Linked DNA regions of Mus musculus: region 1 is linked to region 2. Evidence: chromatin contacts called from public HiChIP or PLAC-seq data. All regions are on one chromosome and are shown on one strand. The core of a region is the stretch at or near the end of the contact, and the rest is flanking DNA. Distances in the headings are between cores, read along the strand shown. Region 1 has its middle 5.9 kb from the start of Ccn5. Region 2 holds the start of R3hdml (R3H domain containing-like).

What was found. HiChIP or PLAC-seq counts read pairs in DNA pulled down with a chosen protein or histone mark.
Region 1: a contact with region 2 is called in a FOXA1 HiChIP or PLAC-seq map of pancreatic cancer cells. The contact joins the enhancer-like site here to the promoter of R3hdml in region 2. A contact is called at or near these places in 11 of 39 promoter capture datasets (the C10 cell line, the HPC-7 cell line, HPC-7-derived erythroid cells and 6 more), 5 of 115 datasets of contacts at active chromatin or transcription factors (embryonic stem cells, neural tube, pancreatic cancer cells and 1 more) and 3 of 9 other capture datasets (adipose tissue, liver and macrophages).

Annotation. Positions count from the first base shown.
Region 1 is chr2:163,813,445-163,816,352 of GRCm38.p6, forward strand. No RefSeq gene overlaps it. Among named protein-coding and RNA genes, the nearest start is that of Ccn5, 5.9 kb to the right of the region's middle. Within about 2 kb of position 1,532, at least 69 of the 459 cell types and tissues checked have an H3K27ac peak or open chromatin away from gene starts, as enhancers often do. A contact at or near this core is called in the HPC-7 cell line and pancreatic cancer cells, where this site is marked.
Region 2 is chr2:163,490,936-163,493,635 of GRCm38.p6, forward strand. It overlaps R3hdml (R3H domain containing-like), which reads left to right and starts at 1,383. Exons shown (of 5, transcript NM_001099331.2): 1 at 1,383-1,817. The coding sequence starts at 1,557.

The DNA.
Region 1 (2,908 bases), core at 282-2,781, 320 kb after region 2:
CTTCATGGCCAGCCTGAGAGAGGATAGTGAGGGTCAAATGAGTGGAGAGGGGGACAGCACCCCTCCAGATCATCTGTGGGCATCCTTCTGCAGAGGTTGAACAGAGGGCCCAGGCCCTTACTAGATCCTCCTGGAAGGATGTCATTCCCTCAGAAGATACACACAAGAGGCGACTCTGGAGGCAAAGGGTTCAGATTCTGATTGTGTCTCCATTGACCATCTTAACTTTGTAAGGCTAATGCAACTTATTGATGCCTCAGTCTCCCCACCTCTGGATTGGGGACAGTGGTAACAGTACCTTTTATGGACACATCAACATAATTAAGTGATTTAATACTTCAGGTTGCCCAGAACCACCCGTGACTCTTATTAAGGACCCTAAAGTCTTTGCTGTAGAAATAGGCCTGAAATTGTGGAGAAGCTGAAGTTATGAGTGTGAATCAGGCTTAGATCCCATCTGGGGAGTTCAGTGCTATGCAGAGGCACTGTATGTATACTTTAGGGGCCATTACTCGTCCCCAGTCACAATAGCAGTTGGCTAGGGTACTATTTGCCTTTTCAGTCTCTGGAGGAACAGGAACAGACTGACCCCCTCGGGTCTACTCATTGCTCTTTTGGGGGTCCTGTCTAGATCACCCCACATCCATGGTTTTCATCTGGCTCTGGAATGAACAGACAAACACACATCACTTCTGAGCCCTGAGCATGCTGTAGGCCTGAGCCTTCTTGTTAGGGGCTCCTGGTCCAGGGCCTTCTCAGCCTCTACACAGAGGAGGGGTCAGTTATTTGCATACAGCATTCAGGGAAGGGGACACATGCCACAGTTAACTTTCTTGCAATGTTTGCATCCTGCCCACAGCACCTGCAGCCACTTTCTCAGGGGATGGGGTGGCAGTCCAACTGAGACCTGACCTTAGAGCTGCCTGCAAATGACTCCTAACCTCCCAGACTCTAAGAACCCACAGAGGTGGACCCAGCTACCCTGGGGGTCTCCACACAGGAGAGATCAACAGGAACAAACACTAGTGTGTGACTTCCATCTCTGGGCCTGTCTGCCTTCCTGAGCATAAGGGTGTGGGACTCTTGTGAGTAGCACTTCTCCAGGCTGGGACGTAGCTTAGTTAGTATCGTGCTTGCCTAGCAAACAGGAAGCCATGGGTTCAATTCCCAGCACTGCAAAAACTTGGTGAGAAAGCTCAATCCTGTTATCCCCGCACTTGAAAGGTGGAGACAGGGCAGACCAGACATTTAAGGCCACCTCAGCTACACAGCAATCTTGAGACCAGCCTGGGCTATGCTACATCTCAAGCCATTTTAAACATTGAGAGTTTCAGGGGGGGCGCTGTGTTCTGAGTGGAGAGAGTCTGGAGGCAGCCATGAGCGAGAAAATGGATCTCCCATCCCCCAACCAAGGACCCCAAGGCCCAAGCTGATGACTGGCCAGTGACTCAGCCACCCCATGACCAGAGCCCTCAGGGGCAGTTACTAACCAAGCCCTGCCCTCTCCCCAGCCAATGCTCCCTCAGCATAGCAGGGATGGGAACAATTAGGTCCAGGCCAGGCCACATGTTTACATGGTCCTCAGTTTGCTGACCACATATGACTCAGGAGTCAGAAGAGTCCTGGGAGGCTAAAGAGACAACCTGTGATGCCATCACCGGGGACTGGGCCTCACAGAGTTACCTGACATCACATAGGCAGGGACGGGAGTGGGGGGTCTGACAACTGCCGGAGAAAGTTTTCTACCTCTGCAAGCTGCCACGCAGTGTGCCCAAGGACTTGGCATCATTCCCACCCCAGCTACCAACATGATCCCCAGTTGACACTTGCCTGCACAGCTGCAGCTCCCCTCAGCTCCCCACCCCCATCATGGCTCCATCCAGATTCAACCCCACCACCTCCAGGCCTCGCTTCATCCTGCTCAGATCACCCCGCTGACACTACACTTGCTTCCAAATTCAGTGTCTCGTCCTCCAAGGCAGGCTCAGGTCTCCCTGCCTTCCTCCTTAGCATGCCCTACTAACTATGTGGAAATTGTCTCTGCTGGCCTCTGTCCCCTGACCCCATGGGCTCCCTGTGGACAGGGACCTGTTTTTCCTTCTTCTTTAACACCAAGGCATGGCTGGTACAGGCAGGGTTTTTAGAATGAATACATGGAAGATGGATGGATCGATGGATTAATGGGTGGATGAATATACAAATAGATGGACAGATGGGTCAGACAGACAGACATAAGTGGAAGAATGGACAGATGAGTGGTGTAGTAGACAGATAGTGGCACCTGTAGGGACCAAGCAGAGAAGTGTCTCCTTGGAGCTAGGGGTCTTCTGACAAAGGCAGGAGCTCTCAGGTGGAACAGGAATAACCTAGCCCACTGGTTTGGTCCCTGATCAGCTGGTCCCAGCTTAGCAAAGTATCCTGAATTCTGAGTTGTGCTGTGGGTCTCTGCTGAGGGCCTTCCTCCAAGCCCCTCTCTGGGTCAGAGATTTCCTTCTGGAAATAAGTGGTTTCTAGGTGTATAAAACATAGACCTCTGGGGCTAGAGGTGCTGGAAAGCAAGGAATTGCTTTTCACCCACTTTATGGATAAGGAAACTGAGGCCAAGAAAGTCAAAGGATTTGCCCAAAGGTGCACAAAGACAAAGCCAGGATTGGAGCCTGGCTTCTTCAGTTCACTGACATGTGAGAATTCTGGAATTTTTGGCTTCTTTAAAAACACAGACATATATTACAAGAATGTGCTTCCATTTTAATCCCAGGTTTGGGGATCTATGGCTGCTTCAGACAACCTGCGGCAGGTGACTATGATTTGCCTCGTGCTCTAGTAGAAGCGTGGTTTTGCCAGCTGCAGATAGTTTCTATGGTTGTGCGACATATGGAATTCTGGGCACTTTTCAGAGGGTATATAA
Region 2 (2,700 bases), core at 133-2,632:
ATTCGCTCTTCTGTACCAGTGAGGATAAAACAGTTCCGCAAATCAACCGCTCATGGGCGCTTAGCAGTGAGTGGAATGACAGGGTCTGAAGCGCTTTGTTGTTGCGCACACACACACACACACACACACACACACACACACACACCATGCTGTCTGAGTGGGGTTCACCTCAGACATCTGTATTTTGTTTGACTACAGAACAGAACATCATTTGTTCATGCTAACAGGGCTCCGGGGAACAGACTTGGATTTGAACCTAGGCTCTACTTGAAGGCGCCTTTTTCCTTCACCTCTGGGAGCTTCAGAGTCTTCCTTTACAGAATGGTACAGAGAGGGGTTGTGGCGCCTCTGAATGTTGGCTGAGCTTGTGTGTGTAAAGCTCTCATCCCAGGGTGTGGCACATATTAGATGCTCATACCTGGACCGCCGTCATATCTGCCCACCCGGAGGCTACGGGCTTCCTTGGGAGAAGTCAGAACTCTCTCCTGCTGCCTTGTTCTACAAGGGTCTGGGATCTCCATGGATGCATGGGATTCTCCCTCCAGGATCCCTACCTCATCACTCTATCTCCAGCCAGCTGGCAGCTCAGCCACAGCCCCTGCACATTCCAGATGGCAAAGGGAGCAGGAGGAGAGAGCTGGAGAGGAAAGCCCACAGGAGAGGCAGGCGGGGCCTCACTCCCTGAATATGCTGGCTAGAGAAGGAGGGGGCTGCTGGCTGGGACATCAGAGGCCATCACTCCCCGGGGACCTTAAAGTCGCTGCACTACCAGAGTATTTGTAGAGGTCCCCTGACTTCTCCACCACCTCCTGCCACCTCCTGGGGCCACCTGTTCTGGGTATGTGCCCCCCAGAGAACCTGATGCCTGGTTTCCCCTAGCCTTTCCTGGCCTCTCCTCTCCCCTCCCCTCCCCTCCCCTCCCCTCCTCTCCTCTCCTCAATTCTATTTCCCTTTGCCTCCATTTCTGCCACAGTTTCTTTTCATGACAACTCTCTGCTCTTCCTTCTTCCTGTTTCTTTCGAATCCCCCTTTTTCTGTCTCCTTTTGTTTGCCTCTCCTTGTCTTTTTCTCTGACCTCCGATGTCCTCTCTGCCTCTGTCATCTTCTGCCATCTGACCTTCCCATGTCACCCCGTCCATCCTGAGGCCACTTCACTCAGAAAAGGGCCTGTCCTGCTTCTGTGGGCATCTACTGAGCCCAACATTATGGGATTGGTAAAGAAGGCATTTGGCCAGAGGGGATGGCCGTCTGTCTCCTGGACAGATGCGACAGAGCCCTGGCTTTGAGGTGGTGGCAACTTCCCACTCCCAAGCCCAGTCTGAATTAGCCACTGTCTGGGCACTTCTCATCACCTAACCCACTGAGTCCAGGGAGCAAGGAGGAAGGATTGAGTATCGGGACGAGAGCTGGGTCAGAGGATCTCTGCCAAGTTCCCAAGGAGCATTCTCCAGACTGGCAGTGCTCAAGGAGAGTTCTCAGGGTTTGGCCTTCTCATACCCACCTCTTCTAGGCAGCAGCTCTAACTGCACCAGACAGGTACACCATCCCAGACAGCTATGCCTCTTCTGTCCAGCATCGTGGGCCTCACAGGCCTTCTCCTTTGGATGGGTCACACAGTGGGGGCCTTACGGATGCCCAACACCACACTGGTCCAGGGCCGACCCAAGAACACAGCTGTGTGGCCCCTGTCTGGCCTGGGGGTGCCCCGGCACCGCCGGAAGCGCCACATCTCTGCTCGGGACATGAGCGCTTTACTGGATTATCACAACCACATCCGGGCCAGCGTACACCCACCTGCTGCCAACATGGAGTATATGGTGAGTCCCAAACTTTCCCTGTGCACCATCCAGCCAAGACCAGATTGTTCACTGTGGTCTGGGGTGGCTGGCCTTGAAGAGCTAGACCATCTGCCTGTCTGTCTGGCCTAAGCAAATGGTGAAAATGGGTGGTCCCTTTTACAGATTCAGAAAGAAAGGTCCTTGCATAAATCCTCAGTGAATGAGGCTGGGGTAGGGGGTGGGGAGAGAGGAATACTATCTGTAGAGGGCCTTGGGGCCCTTCACAGAACCCTCTTCCTTCAATACTGCATTTTATCTGTTTTCCAAATGAAGGAATTGAGAGTCAGAGGAGAGGTTTGCCTAAGGTCGCCCAGCCTGGATTGCAAGCCAGGTCTGCCTGCTGCTAAGGCAGGAGTTTCCAATAACACGATATGCGGTCTGAGAATTTTGTTCCACGCTGGGCATTTGCAGGGGGTAGAGACAGGAGCTTTCCAGGCTATTGTCTCTCAGCAGAGGGGGTTGCTTGACACACCCAGACCATTCATTCTGTGGAAGACAGGCAGGCACCAGGGTATCTTGGGCTGAGGAACGCCAGGAGCTGAATCTCAGGGCAGTCTGGGATGTCTTTTTTCAAAGAGTCAGCATTAGTGTCTCTCAGCTCAGTCTCCCAGCAGCCAAAACCCTCAGCATGGAGGAGGAATACCCTCCTATCTCAGCTCCTCCCCGGGACTATTGTCCCCAAAGCCTGGAGAGATAGACTGACAGCACACAGAGACTTCTTTAGGAAAAGAGAGAGCTGATAGACTCCCACCTGCCTAACAACTGGAAATGGGGCCCCTCTCAGTGTTCTCTTATGTACTGCCTCCTACTTGGAGCCCGATGCAGCACTAAGCCTTCTGGGTACTTCGGAGAACAAGGTTTT